Linked DNA regions of Macaca mulatta: region 2 is linked to region 1. A link is a contact called in public Hi-C data. All regions are on one chromosome and are shown on one strand. The core of a region is the stretch at or near the end of the contact, and the rest is flanking DNA. Distances in the headings are between cores, read along the strand shown.

Region 1 (6,865 bases), core at 3,244-5,743:
CCAGCAATACTGAAATCTGCCACAGGAAATGTCAAGGTCCCTCCTAAAGATCTTGCGATTCTGCTCTCCCTTGTTGCAGAAAGAGGGCCCGTCCCCCGGAAAGACACAAAGATACTGGCAAACCCTGTTTAAAAACAGCAGCCACAGTCTGTTAATTCCATCTGCCTTGTGCTTACCCATTTATCAAAAAGGATATTACAAAGGACACAGATGAAGAGTTGCACTGGGCAGGGCCTGCGAGAAGGGGCACGGAGCTTCCACGCCCTCCCCGGGTGTGCCACCTGTTCAGCTATCTGCAAGCTCTATTTTCTGTGTTTTTGAAAACAGCCATCCTCATGGGTGTGAGGTTGTATCTCCTTGTATGTACTTAAGTATGTATGTATGTATATATGCATGTATGAATGAATAAGACGGGGGTCTCACTATTCTGTCCAGGCTGTAGTGCAGTGGCTGTTCACAGGTGAGATCTCACTGCTGATCAGCACAGGAGTTTTGACCTGCTCCACTTCTACCCTGTGCCAGTTCACCCCTCGTTAAGCAACATGGTAGTCCCAGAGGTCATCATATTGATGTTGAACTTAGTACAGACACCCGGCAGGCACGGTGCACTACAGCCCAGAACTCCTGGGCTTAAGCAATCCTCCTGCTTCAGCCTCCCAAGTAGCTGGGACTACAGGCTTGCACCACCATGCCTGGCTAATTTTCTTTCTCGGGGTTTCACTCTATCACTCAGGCCAGAGTGCAGCAGTGCGATCAGAGCTCACTGCAGTCTTGACCTTGCGGTCTAAAGCAATCCTCCTACCTCAGCCTTCCGAGTAGCTGGGACTACAAGCATGCACCACTGTACCCAGCTCTGTCTGTAGTTTTGATTTGCACTTCCCTAATGATCAGTGGTGTTGAGCATATTTTGACATGTTTATTAGCCATTTGTATATCTCCTTTGGAGAAATGCCTATTCAAGTCTTTTGCCCATTTAAAAATTGGGTTGTTTTTTTGTTGGTCCTGTGCCATCTTTGTCTATTTCTAGCAAATGGACAGATAGTTAGCCAAGGTCAAATTCTCATGCAGATAAGCAGTTATTATGTCAATGCAACAGAATACTATTCAGCAATAAACAGGAATGAACCAGGGATAAAAAGGACAATCTGATGAGTCTCAAAGTCAGTACAGAGTAAAAGGCCGATCACACACTCTATGGTTGTATTTACATGGTATCCTGGAAAATGTAAATCTATAGGTATAGATAAAAAACAGATCAATGCTGGCTGGGCATGGTGGCTCACATCTGTAATCCCAGCACTTTGGGAGGCTGAGGCGGGCAGATCACTTGAGGCCATGCATTAGAGACCAGCCTGGCCAACATGGTGAAACCCGTCTCTACTAAAAATACAAAAATTAGCAGGACGTGGTGGTGGATGCCTATAATTCCAGCCCCTCAGGAGGCTGAAGCAGGAGAATTGCTTGAGCCCAGGAGGCAGAGGTTGCAGTGAGCCGAGGTGGCACCACTGCACTCCAGTCTGGGGGACAGAGCGAGACTGTGTCTCAAGAAAAAAAAGAAAGCAAGCAGGCAGATCCACGCTGCCAGGGTGGGAGAAGGGTATGACTGCAAAGGGGCGGCAAGAAGGCTTTTCTCCCCAGGGCGATGGAATTGGCCTGTATTCTGAATGTGGTAGTGGTTACGCAAATCTACACGTGTTAAAACGCACAAAACTTTATACCCCACTAGCCTGGCAAACATAGGGAGACCCTGTCTCTACAAAAATAAATTTTTAAAATGAAAAGGGTGTGGTGGTATACACCTGTAGTCCCAGCTACTCAAGAGGCTGAAGTGGAAGATTCCTTGAGCTCAGGAGGTTGAGGCTTCAGTGAGCCATGACTGCACCACCGCGCTCTAGCCTGGGTGACACTGTGACCCCACCACAAATGAAAAACAACAAATACAACTGTATATCCCCACAACATCAATTTTACTGTACATCAATTTTTTTAAAACCTCACTCATAAGGGAGAGGTTCCCCCTTTTATCTGTGCAGGCATTACACCCAGCAGCTTACAAGCCCCATTTCACAGAATCCTTACCAAATTCCGGGAAGGCATAATTACTGTCACTCGGACTCAGATCTGACTGAACTAAGTCCTGATTGTTTCAGATAACAAAAATTCTATTTGATCTTTCCAAGACCCTGGGTATTTGCAAATTCTCATTTGTCATATAGTAGTGGGAATTTACAGCTTGGCAGAAACATGTCCACACATAATGAATCTTTCTCCCTGGGGACAAGGTCCACAGAGCTTCCATCAGACTCTTGGGAGACCTATGATCTTAAAAAGCTCAGGAACCTCTGTTCCAGTTCAAGGCCCTCAAATTATAGAGTGGGGTTCAGAGGCCCAGGAGGGAATCCTGGCTTGCCCCAGAGGACACGGTGTGTCTGTGGCAGTGCCAAGCTGGTTCCCTCTTCATCGCCCAAAGATGTCACAGGTCCAAACATTTCTGGCGATTGTGACTCACCTGCTCCCCATGACTTTAGCCTACAGAATTTCCTCAGCAGTACATGCATTTCTCCTGCCAAGCTGAGGCCAGGGAACTCGGCACCCCTGTAGCAAGGGCAGTCCCTAGCCCGAGTCTCAGTAATCCAGGTCCCTAGCCCAATTCTTACTTGTCAAATATAAAAGCTTCATTCTATAACCTTGCATATTTAGGGTAATTAATAGAGAAAGCTCCTCGTGAACAGAAAAAAACAAGGACAGATCATGCAGAAAAGCATGCTTTTGATCTGTGCCTTTGGTTTTCTGATGAGCTCAGAGAATTAATATTTGGAAGGCACTCTTGACAAGCTGAGGCAGAAGCACAAATTAGTGTGGTTATGCTAATTGAGAGGTTCTGTAGCTCCAGGACGAAATGATTACAGAAAGTGAAAAGGGTTGACTGGGCTTTGGTCTCTGCAAATAGCACTGTGCTTCATGCTAGCTGCATGGACAAATTTGCAAGGAGACTACACACGTTTACTTTCACGTACCCGAAATTCCCCGTGGAGCAGGGGTTAAGGAAGACTCAGAACACCACAACAGCATTTCTGAATTTATCTTTACTGTGAAAATTAATCAAGAAAGAAAAACAAAGGGTATGAAATCCCCCTTCTTGCAGTGCTCAATGCAATTTGTACGTTACTTGGTACACGAGGACCCTGAATGTCTTGTGGTTTTTAACTGTCACAAACGCAACACTCTGTGATCATTTCACCTCCAGAGCTGAACAAAGACAATTTAATTAATCCCTGAGAGTCACTCCGCAAGGAGAAACTGGGGAGGTGTCTCTTGAGACAGGGCAAAAAATATACCTGTTGGTGTATCAGCCCCGCTGTGGCTCTGACATATACCACAGCCTGCAAGCACAGGCCCATTCCTTCCAGAGAGACTCAAATGAAAATCAGGGCCTCATGCTCTGCCTGCATGCACTGGGACACGTGTAGCTGAAATGAACTGCCCTCTACTCGTCCTATGAGTGATCACTTCAAGTGATCACTTCAAAAGTTTATTACTTAATTGGAGAAACCTCCTCCCTGGACTTCAGCTTTCTTAGAGAGAGAAAGAGAAAGAACAAACCAGCCTAAAAGGAAATACCTCAACAGCCAGGGACCTCCCCTTCTCTGTGAGTACTGAGGTTTGAATTTTAGTTACCAGATTACCATTGTTAAAGAAATGATCACTTTAGAGGAGAAGGCCACCTGACGTAAGAACAAACGCTAAGGTTTATCGAGCACTTCTCATGTGTCCAGACTCTGATTAAACGCTTTACGCACATCATCTCATTTCATTCTCCCTCCATGCCATAAGGCAGGTACTGTTAGGATTTTCTCCATTTTACAGATAAGTAACTGAGGCTTTGACAAGACAGAGTGACATGCCCAAGATCCCACAACAATGACACAGGAGGGCTGGTATCTAAAGCCATAGCTGGAGGACCTGAAGCACATGCTCTCAAGTCACTGCTCTGCACCGGCTCACCGCACAGATGGAGAGACAGGGTTGGGGAAGGGCACTGATCCGGTACCTCGGTGCAGACCCAGAGGCCATGAGGCAGGTCTCCCAACTCTCAGCTCAGGCTCATGCTGCCTGTAACATGGTTGAGGGTGTGAGAGTTAACATCAAAAGTCTCCTGTGCACAACACAGGTGGTGGCTGATTGTCAGTTCCCCAAGGGCACTGACGCCTCAGCCTTCTCAGTACCCTCTCCTCCCTGGCAGGCTGCTCCACACTCAGTGACAGCCAGCGTTGGGTGGGCGGATGGACGGAACTACTTTAACTCATAAGGGCCACTTCCCACTGTTGTGCCATCTGTGAGAGGTTTCTCCAAAGCAGATTCTCATGCAATATTTTCAGCAAATGTACTTTTTAAGCCACTTCAATAATGGAGAAACCAGGGGCTTCTTCATAAATCTGTAGGCAGATGTGGTGCCACCTTAACAGTCCTACAGAGAGCTGGAAAGCCCCAGGGGGAACCCCAGAGTACATTCTAACCCAAGGCAGTGGTGGTGCCGTCAAGTCAGTCCTAGACCCCAGGAAGGGGAGAGAACTGAAACTCCAGTTCTCAGCAATACACAACCCAACCCTGGCAAGTCACTTCCCTCTTGCTGCCTCCCTTTCCTCAACTGTCAAATTGGCACAATACCTGCCATTGCTGACTCTTTATAAGGACAGAATTAATTAAATCACACACATATCTGAAGGTAAAGCTCCTAGGATCATTCCTGGAACACAGGAAATAATAAATGTGAGCTGCCATCGTCCTCATCCGGGAAAAATTCTTGTGCAACTGCAATACCTTACGATAAGAAACAAATTGGCCGGGCGCGGTGGCTCACGCTTGTAATCCCAGCACTTTGGGAGGCCGAGGTGGGCGGATCATGAGGTCAGGAGATCGAGCCCATCCTGGCTAACACGGTGAAACCCGGTCTCTACTAAAAACACAAAAAAATTAGCCAGGCGTGGTGACAGGTGCCTATAGTCCCAGCTACTCAGGAGGCTGAGGCAGGAGAATGGCATGAACCCAGGAGGCGGAGCTTGCAGTGAGCCAAGATTGCGCCACTGCACTCCAGCCTGGGTGACAGAGCAAGACTCCGTTTCAAAAAAAAAAAAAAACAAACAAACAAACTAACTAACAAAATTAACAAAGCCCAAAACAACAAAGAAACTAATCTGTACAAAATGTTTCAAAACCTATTTTGATGATTAGTTAAGTGCTGTCCAACATTTACTACCATTAAAAACCATCAACAAAACAACCCTCAGTAAGTCCACATACTGCAGTCGAGACTCACAAAGAACCAGCCTTAGGGCCGGGCGCGGTGGCTCATGCCTGTAATCCCAGCACTTTGGGAGGCTGAGGTAGGCGGATCATGAGGTCAGTAGTTCGAGACCAGCCTGGCCAGAGAGACCAGCCTGACCAACATGGTGAAACCTCATCTCTATTAAAAATACAAAAATTAGCCGGGCATGGTGGCGGGTGCCTCAAATCCCAGCTACTTGGGAGGCTGAGGCAGGAGAATTGCTTGAACCTGGGAGGGGGAGGTTGCAGTGAGCCGAGATCACCCCATTGCCCTCCAGCCTGGGTGACAGCAGAGAGAGACTCCATCTCAAAAAAAAAAAAAAAAAAGAAGAAGAAGAAGAAGAAGAAGAACCAGCATTAGAAAGGGCTCTGGGGTGGGTTTATCTACCCTACCAAATTACAACAAAGGCAGCTGAGGCTCAGAGAGATGAAGCAATTTGCCCACCGTCACCCAGCCAGAAGCAAGGCTTCCGCGGTCCCCTGTGAGCTGCAGCAGGACAGCCAGAAGGAGAGCTATCTTTCAAAGGAACCCTCAGGATGACGGGGTATCCTGTTAGCGCAGCAGCTGCCTCTGTGGCAGAGGGGTCCCTGGAAACGCGAAGGCTCATTTTCACCCACGTCACAAAGCCAAGAGAATGATATCAGAATCAATGAAAATACAGATGCATGGGGAATAGTCTGATGGGCTTTAGTCCTAACTTTGCCCCAACTCAGTATATGACTATGTGTAAATTTTAACTCTTTCAGATCTCAAAGACTAAGCTCCGTGTCTTAGTTTCCTCCTCTGCAGAATGAGAACAGTTAACAGTACCTTTCTCCTATTGAAAGGATTAAATGCAACCACAAGTGTAAAACACACAGAAGCGAGCCTGGCACAGCACGTGGTAAGTGCCTAATGAACATCAGCTACTACTATTATTTGTATTTATTATTGAAAGGAGGGGTTGAGAGTAGCCAATTCCATGACTCACGAACAATCATCCATCTATTTATTCAGAACCATCACTTGAAGGAGGATGGGAGCACATGATAACCAGCAAATAAACACAACCACTGTTTCCAACCAGGGGTTTTGTTTGTTTGCTCATTTGGGGTCAGCTAAGTGGCTATTTAACACGGTCACATTCCACTGGCTGTCAGCTGTCCTCTCTTCTCATTCCGTGTCTTTCCTTCTCTCAATTACTGCCAGCGTCACACTCCTGCTCCGTCTTTAACAATACAGTGTGTGGCTGGGAATCGCATCTGCCAGGTCCACACCAATGGCACAAATTTTAAAAAGCTATAGAGCAAATGCCTGAAATCCGGCCCTCTGAACCCAGCCCTGGGCAAACCCACACAGCATCCTGTGCTCAGTGCTCCATTTCTATGCTTTAAAAGCACTGCAGAATTGCCTGATCACAAAACTTAATATGCAGTAAAGTCACTATGTGGTTCCGGCAAGCCAGTGAAAAGCAAAGAGAAAGCCTGCTGCTAAGGGACTGATGGGGACAGAGGTCTAAGCTGTGACAGGAGTCATGGTGTTCCAGGAAGCAGCAGTCCA
Region 2 (6,865 bases), core at 2,204-4,703, 130 kb before region 1:
CCGGGCTAGCATCAACCACTGCCAGGTTCATGCTGGGACAACCCAGAACTGACCCAAGCCCAGGGTGTGTGCACTCCTGCCCTGTCCTCTGAAGCCCCATGCCCTGCTGCCCACTTCCTAGTCACAAGGGGATCACCACCCAATATGTCTCCTGGAGAAGAGGCCCAGCCCCCAGGGACCCACGGGGCTGTTCCTGAGGCACCTCATCAAAGGGCCTGCGCAGAATCAGGCTGGGGCTGTGGGGCTGGCAGGGAGGGAGGGTAAACTGAGAAAGGCACAGCTCCTGGGGAGGAGGCGGGGCTGGAGAGGTGGGCTCCTCACCTGGCTGCTACCCCCCGGGCCGCCAGGGGCTGGCCAGAGGTGGCACACCTGAGCAGCTTCTTCTGGTCCACCTTGTCCAGGATGTTCTTTCGGAGCACGCGGGCCAGGCTCAGCTCCCCGTTGCACACCAGGCGGAAGACCAGTTCCATCAGCAGCTTCAGGATCTCTTCTGTCAATTCCACCAGGCTGAAGGACCAAAGAGCACAAGGTGAGGAGCAGGAACACAAGGCCCAGGCAGACTCTGGCTTTGCCTTGGGATACACAAAGGGCACGGGGCCATGACTGGCACAGAGCTGGCTGGGAAACTTCTCATGGGAAGAGAGCAGGAGACGAGAGCCTGGGATGGCTGCCTGTGTTCTTGGAGGTGTTGGGATGGTCATAGCACCTGCCATACACGCAACAGCCATCTGTTGGCACTGGACAAGCGCCAGGGACTCTGCTGGGGCCTGGTCTGCAGGGACAAGTCCCACACAAATCCCGCCCTGGGGAGCTGCTGCTCCCATTGGGCGATGAGACACCAAGACTTCCTGACCTCTCAGACTAGATGCCTGAGGGATGCTCCCCAACTTGCCCTGCTGAGAGCTGTCCACGCATGGCCATTTCCCAGCCACACAGCCACTGACCACGGTCATCTCCCCCAGCAGGAAGAAGACAGTCCGCCTGACGGAGATTTGTCAGCGGAACCGATATGGCAAGTGCCATGCCGTCAGATGGCCAGCCATGGAAACACTGAGGAGTGAGGGAGAGGCAGCCTCTCCCATTCCAGCCTCCACCATGGCTGGTGGCTGAGAGCATGGCCTGCTGGAGACTGGACCTAAGATACCCATGGGAGCAGGTGGGTGTGGCGGGTTCTCTCCTGAGGGTCCAGGAGAGAACCTCACCCACCTCACCCTGGCCTGCTGGGGACAGGCCATTCTCTCAAAGGACCAAGATAATGCAGGCAAGAGCCAGCTCTGCCCAGAGCCGATGGGCAGGAGAAGCAGGTGGATTGGAGCCTTTGCCTCCCCATTGGCCCCCTAGGACCCCAAGGGTGAAGCACTCACCAAAGCTCATCCACCACCCGCACCAGTACGAAGAATGTGTTCTTGCTGACGCGCTTCTTGAATGTGTCAGCGAAGGGAGAGAATTTCTCGTATGTGGAGCATGGGTTAAAGAAATAGCCACGTGGCCGGCCGGGGGTGGTGGGAGTGGAGGACTGACTCCTGGGGACTACTTGCTGAGCGCTCACAATGTGCCCGTCTCCCTGCGTGTAAAGCACTGGCATCCAGAAACGAGGGCATGGGACTAGCGCAGAGCAACAACTGCAAAGCCAGGATTTGAGCACAGGCATCTGACCCCAGGGATGCCCCCGGCTGCTGTCCTCTCCTGCCTGCCATGCCATCTCTGCTGCACTGTCCAGGCCTGCCTGTCGGGTTCACCCTGAGGTGCCCGTGAGACTACAGACATGTAGAGTGCCTTGCTGAACCTTAGGTAGAGAACAGTGGGCCTAAACCAAACACCCTTAAAACCCCAGGTCGCTGGGCAAGCATGTAGGCCAGAACTGTCTCCTTCCAGTCTTTCTGTGAGTTTCCATCCTGAGGCTGCCTCCCTGGGCTCTGCAGGGGAGCTCTCGCCTCCGTGACACTGGGCCGGGTCTCTCTTCCCAGAGCTGCAGCACGCTCCAAATTGGCTCCCTGTCTCCAGGGCAGCCCTTCTAGCACCCGACCAGCTCTGGCTCATGCCCTGAGGTTGGGCTCTGCTTTGCGGTCAGGGTTTCCTGCCCGGCTGTTGTGCTTGCCATCAACTCTCCAGACCTCTCCGATACCCTCCTGCTCTCTCTCTAGTGATCCTGGACCTTCCAAGTCATGGGGCTCAGGACAGAGCAACGTAGCAGGGACGATGGCTTGGTCCATAGCACAGGGGTCGCCAGCCAATCAGGCCTAGACCTTGATGCTGCACCATTTCCATGATGGCTGAGCCAGGCAGAGGCGGAGAGCCTGGGCGCTGGCAGCAGGGGGGCAAGTGGCGTGTGGCTGCTTTCCCACCAAGCAGCCACATGGGTCAGGTCCTTCATGTCTCTGAGCCTCGGTTTCCTCAATTACACAATAGGAAATTATAGAGCAGTGGCCCCATGTATAATACAGTAATTTTACACACACCCACACACACGTATTAAAAAATGGTCATAGAGCTAGGTGAAAGCACACATGTAAAGCACATCTCGCCTGACCAGCAAGCCCTCGACACGTGTGAGTGACAGCCATTCACTGAGCCAGGCCTGTGAACAGGCGCTCTGAGTGACAGAACTTGCCAGGGACCCGAGACTCCGCCAGTGGAAGATGTCCACGTGTGTCTTGATAGATTCGGAATTCTAAAGGTCACCACGAGGGGAGAACGCGAGGCCAGGAGGTCTGCAGGAGACCCCGAGTGGAGCAGTGAAGGCTCAGGGCATACAGGAAGGGGTGAGGGCGCTGGTGGACTCAGGACTTCCTACCCCAGGTGGTGGCAGCTGCCCAGCAGATGGCAGCCGTGGGCTATGTGCTAAGAGGTGGCTGAGGAGCAGCCGACCCAGCCTGCCCTCCTGGAGCAGCAGCTGCAGGTCAGCCTCGTAGGGTGGGCAGGTTCAGACTTGAAGAAGCAACGGGTCACACAAGTGGGTCCTTCCAAGCCCCTGGGGTCCTTCTCAGCCACTACTGCAGAGGGTGACATTTACTGAGGGTGGGCCCGTGAGGTAGATCTGGGGACAGGAGCCCATTCCAGTTGTGGATGTGGCAGTCGCAGAGTCCGCTGCGGGGGAGGTGACTGTGCTGACCCCTGAGCTTTCTATTTGGGTCTTGGTGTCCATCGTGCCCAATGTCCTGGGGCTCAGCTCTGAGAAGCTGCCAGAGCCGACCATGGGGGTCTCTGCAGGGGCGTCTGCAGGACCGGCACACTCGCTCCCTCCCAGTCCGCGGCATGTCTAATTCTTCTTTAGAATCATCCAATGATCACAACTGCCACCAGGCACACATTCCCAGACTGCGTTCCAGCCTCTTCACATCATTTCACTCGACCCTTTAAGAGATGAGGAGCTTGCCCGAGCTCAAAGCTGGAATGCAGGAGGGTAGAGGTGGGAACCTCAGTCCGTGGGGCTCCTGTGTCCCCACTTCAATCACACTGCCACCCAACATGCTGCTCAGCTTCCCCCACGAGGGCTGAGGGGCAAGAGGGCCCCTCTCTCTCTGAAATGCCCATGGCGCAGGGGCCGTGGGTCAGGCGGGAAAGGATATCTGTACTGCAGCTTCTTGATGAGCTCCTCTGGGGAGATGAAGGTCCTGTAGGTGGTCAGGAAGGCCTCGCAGTACAACACCAAATCTAGAGGGAAAAGCAACACAAGCTGCTTGTCAGGGTGCAGAGGGCTGAGGGTGGGAGCTGCGGTGGATCTGAGTCCTTGCTCTGAGAGAGGCAGGGGAGACGGCATGGGGGAGTGGGACGGGCGAGGGAGCCAAGGGCCTGGGAACCCCCTCTGGTGCCTCCGCCTGCATGTCCCAGAGAAGTCACATGTCCTCTCTGTCCATCTCTCAAAGGAAATGGCAGATCAGAGAGGGAAAACAGGAATGGGTTTTATCTCATGGGCACTTTCTACTGACGATGGTGCTGCCTGGAGAACCGTGCTGTGGGAGCTGAGGCCAGCTCTGGTCCCAGTGGAAGAGGGCACTTAGGCTGATGAGTGATGCCTGCCCTAGGCATCAAAACCCGGAGGCACGCCTGTTCCAGGTAGGAGCCAGCTCTGGATTAGACTCTGAGAGGCTCTGCCTGTCTGAGTCTAATGCTTCAGAGGGTCTTAGCCATCATGGGCACAAAGGAAATAATTCAAACTTGTCAGCAGGATCCTGAAACGAAATCTTAGGCAGTACTTTTATTTTTAAATTATTATTATTATTATTATTATTGTTATTTTTGAGACAGGGTCTCACTCTACCGCCCAGGCTGGAGTGCAGTGGTGCGATCTTGGTTCACTGCAACCTCTGCCTCCTGGGTTCAAGTGATTCTCCTGCCTCAAGCTTCCCGAGTACCTGGGACCACAGGCACGCACCACCACACCTGGCAATTTTTGTATTTTTAGTAGCGGCAAGGTTTCACCATGTTGGCCAGTCTAGTCTCAAACTCCTGGCCTCAAGTGGCCTCCCCAAAGTGCTGGGATTATAGGTGTGAGCCACTGTGCCCAGCCAGTACTTTTAGATGGTAGGGTCCAACCCAAAAATCTGGGGAAATTTCACGTTTTGAGTCCTAAGGGATAGGCTGAAGAGGCACAGCCTGGGCCGGGTACCGAGGAGGGGCGTGGTGCCAGCCACTGGGCAGATGTGGGCTGGCAGCTCCACCCTTCACTTCTCCACGCCTGCCTCCTCTAAGAGGAGGCTGGTACCAGCCAGGGACTCCCAGACTTCCCAGAATTGCAACAGCCTTATTTATTTGCTGTGGTGACACCTTCTCAACTGTGCTGTCTCTAGTATTACAGAAAAAAGTGGAATTTTAAAACGTAGGACACTGCCTGAGCCAACAGGTGGCCACACTCACTCCCTGCAGCCATCCCCCATGGCTGCTGAGGTGTGAGACCCAAGGAGGCTCCGCAGCCGTGCTCCTCACTGTGAGGCTGGGCGCACACATGCACGGCTTAAATCTTGTGCTCTGGGCACAGACCACCTGCTCCCACCTTCTCACTCATTGCCGAGCTGCTGGGTAGAGGAACCTTGAGGAACCAATGTCTCCAGCTGAGCCGTGCTGGCTTGGCTCCTGCCCCCACCCTTGCTCCATCCCCTCCTGCATCAAACAAGAGAGGAAAACCCATGCCTGCTCTTACACTGGAGGCTGCATGGGGTGGGGCCGGCAGGTGAGGGAGGCTCCGGGCTGGGAACCACAGCAGGACCCATGTGCGCCGTGCTCGGGCTCATTCCTGGGCCCCCACACCCAACAAGTTCACTGTCAAGCTTGGATTTTTGTTCAAAGAGTGCTTCAGGAAGGAAGCAGAGATGGCCAGCATAGACCCACACCTGCTTCTAGAAGAAGGGGCCCAAGTCAACTGGCCTTTGCGGGTGCATCATTGCCAGTAGCCATGGCGACTTCGTGGGACTCGCTGGTGAGCACTGGGCCACGCTCTGAACATACGCCACATCCTTCAGTGCCCAGAGCAATCCCACAAGGACAGAGAGGCCTGTTACCCCACCGAGGGAGGAGGAGCCCAGGCACGAGGCCACACCACCACACCGGGTCTGCGCCCATGTCTGCCCAATTTCAGAGCCCTCCCTCCTCTGCTGTGCCCTGGATTACGGCAGATGGGACAGCACCTGGCTTCTGGGACGGGCAGTGCCGTGCCACTCCTCTAGTGATCACAGGACTCTCGGTGTGGCCCTGAGCACTCTGTGCACCCTAGCTCACCTGGTCTTCGTGACAGCCCTAAAAGGCCCCAAAACCGTCCTTCATTTTCCTCCCAAGGAATTGGAAGCTCTGGGGCTAAGTGACAGGCCTGGCACACAGTTGCCAAGGGATAGACAGGATCTAAGCTGAGGCCTGAGGCCAAGGCTGACCTGACCTTCTCCCACGCAGGTCCTGACACCTGAGAGCAGAGCCGCACAACCACAAAGCATCCCCACGTGGCCTCTCCCTGCCAAGTGCTGCTCGGCAGGCTGGGGTCCACAGCTGAGCCATGGGGCTCCCAGCCGCTCGTGCTGCTGGTGCAGTCTATGGCTTGCAGGAAGCACCTGCCCAAGGAGCTTGCTTTGTTACCTGCCACAAGGTGCTTCACCCTCCCAGTGGAGCCATGGCTTCTGCCTCAGTAATACTTTCCTAGGTACAACCTTGGTTCTGGGGAGCCTCCAACCCTCCTGCTAATAACATCAGGCAAAGCTCCCAACGGCACAGAGCCTCCTCTCAGCAGGTCCAGCTAGCAAAAGCCAGAAGCCTCTTGGCTGTCCTGTCTCGGGGCCCCCTCCAGCTTTGGCCACAGCTGGCTGTACCCAACAGGACAGTGGAGTTCACCCTTTGGAGCCGAGGTCTGAAGCCAGCTCCCATTTCAGCCCCTCACTGTGGACAAAAAGGAAATGAAAGTCACTCCTGTGCCTGGCTGAGGATGGAGCCCCATTGTGTCAGGCAGGGAGGGGATTCACTGCAGAGAAGCCAAGTGAGGGCTGCGCTCAGGATGGTGCTGATCACCCCCCCTGCACCACTGACGTGGGGGGCAGGTTTCACACTCCCTCACGTAATCCGCATAACGATGGGCACCGTTCACCCCTTCAACAAGTGGAGTCTGGGGACTGCCCAGGGGCCCTCGGAGCCTGTCATGGCACAGCTGGGGCTAGGATGCAGCATCGCCAGGTCTGGGCCCTGCCCTGGTCAGAACAAACAAAGGGTGAGGGAACAGTGAAGGGGAGGGCGGAACAGTGGCTGCGGTGAGTTTGTGGGAGCCATCTCTTCTTTTTCTCTAATTTTCTGCAACGTAAATATTTTTTAGTACTACTTCCATAATTCAGAAATTCCCCGAGTCATTCTAGGTCACATGTTTTGGGAAACGTGTTGAGGAAACACAGGG

What was found. A called contact is a pair of places that touch in the nucleus more often than the background predicts.
Region 2: a contact with region 1 is called in a Hi-C map of blood, with 4 times the contacts expected there. The contact joins two enhancer-like sites. A contact is called at or near these places in 3 of 14 Hi-C or Micro-C datasets (blood, fetal cortical plate and sperm).

The regions. Positions count from the first base shown.
Region 1 is chr15:15,777,434-15,784,298 of T2T-MMU8v2.0, reverse strand. All of the region lies in intron 2 of RAPGEF1 (Rap guanine nucleotide exchange factor 1), which reads right to left. Among named protein-coding and RNA genes, the nearest start is that of RAPGEF1, 12 kb to the right of the region's middle. Within about 2 kb of position 4,493, at least 16 of the 40 cell types and tissues checked have an H3K27ac peak or open chromatin away from gene starts, as enhancers often do.
Region 2 is chr15:15,910,714-15,917,578 of T2T-MMU8v2.0, reverse strand. It overlaps RAPGEF1 (Rap guanine nucleotide exchange factor 1), which reads right to left. Exons shown (of 24, transcript XM_077967461.1): 15 at 3,570-3,654; 16 at 1,365-1,457; 17 at 322-507. Among named protein-coding and RNA genes, the nearest start is that of UCK1, 69 kb to the left of the region's middle. Within about 2 kb of position 3,453, at least 2 of the 40 cell types and tissues checked have an H3K27ac peak or open chromatin away from gene starts, as enhancers often do.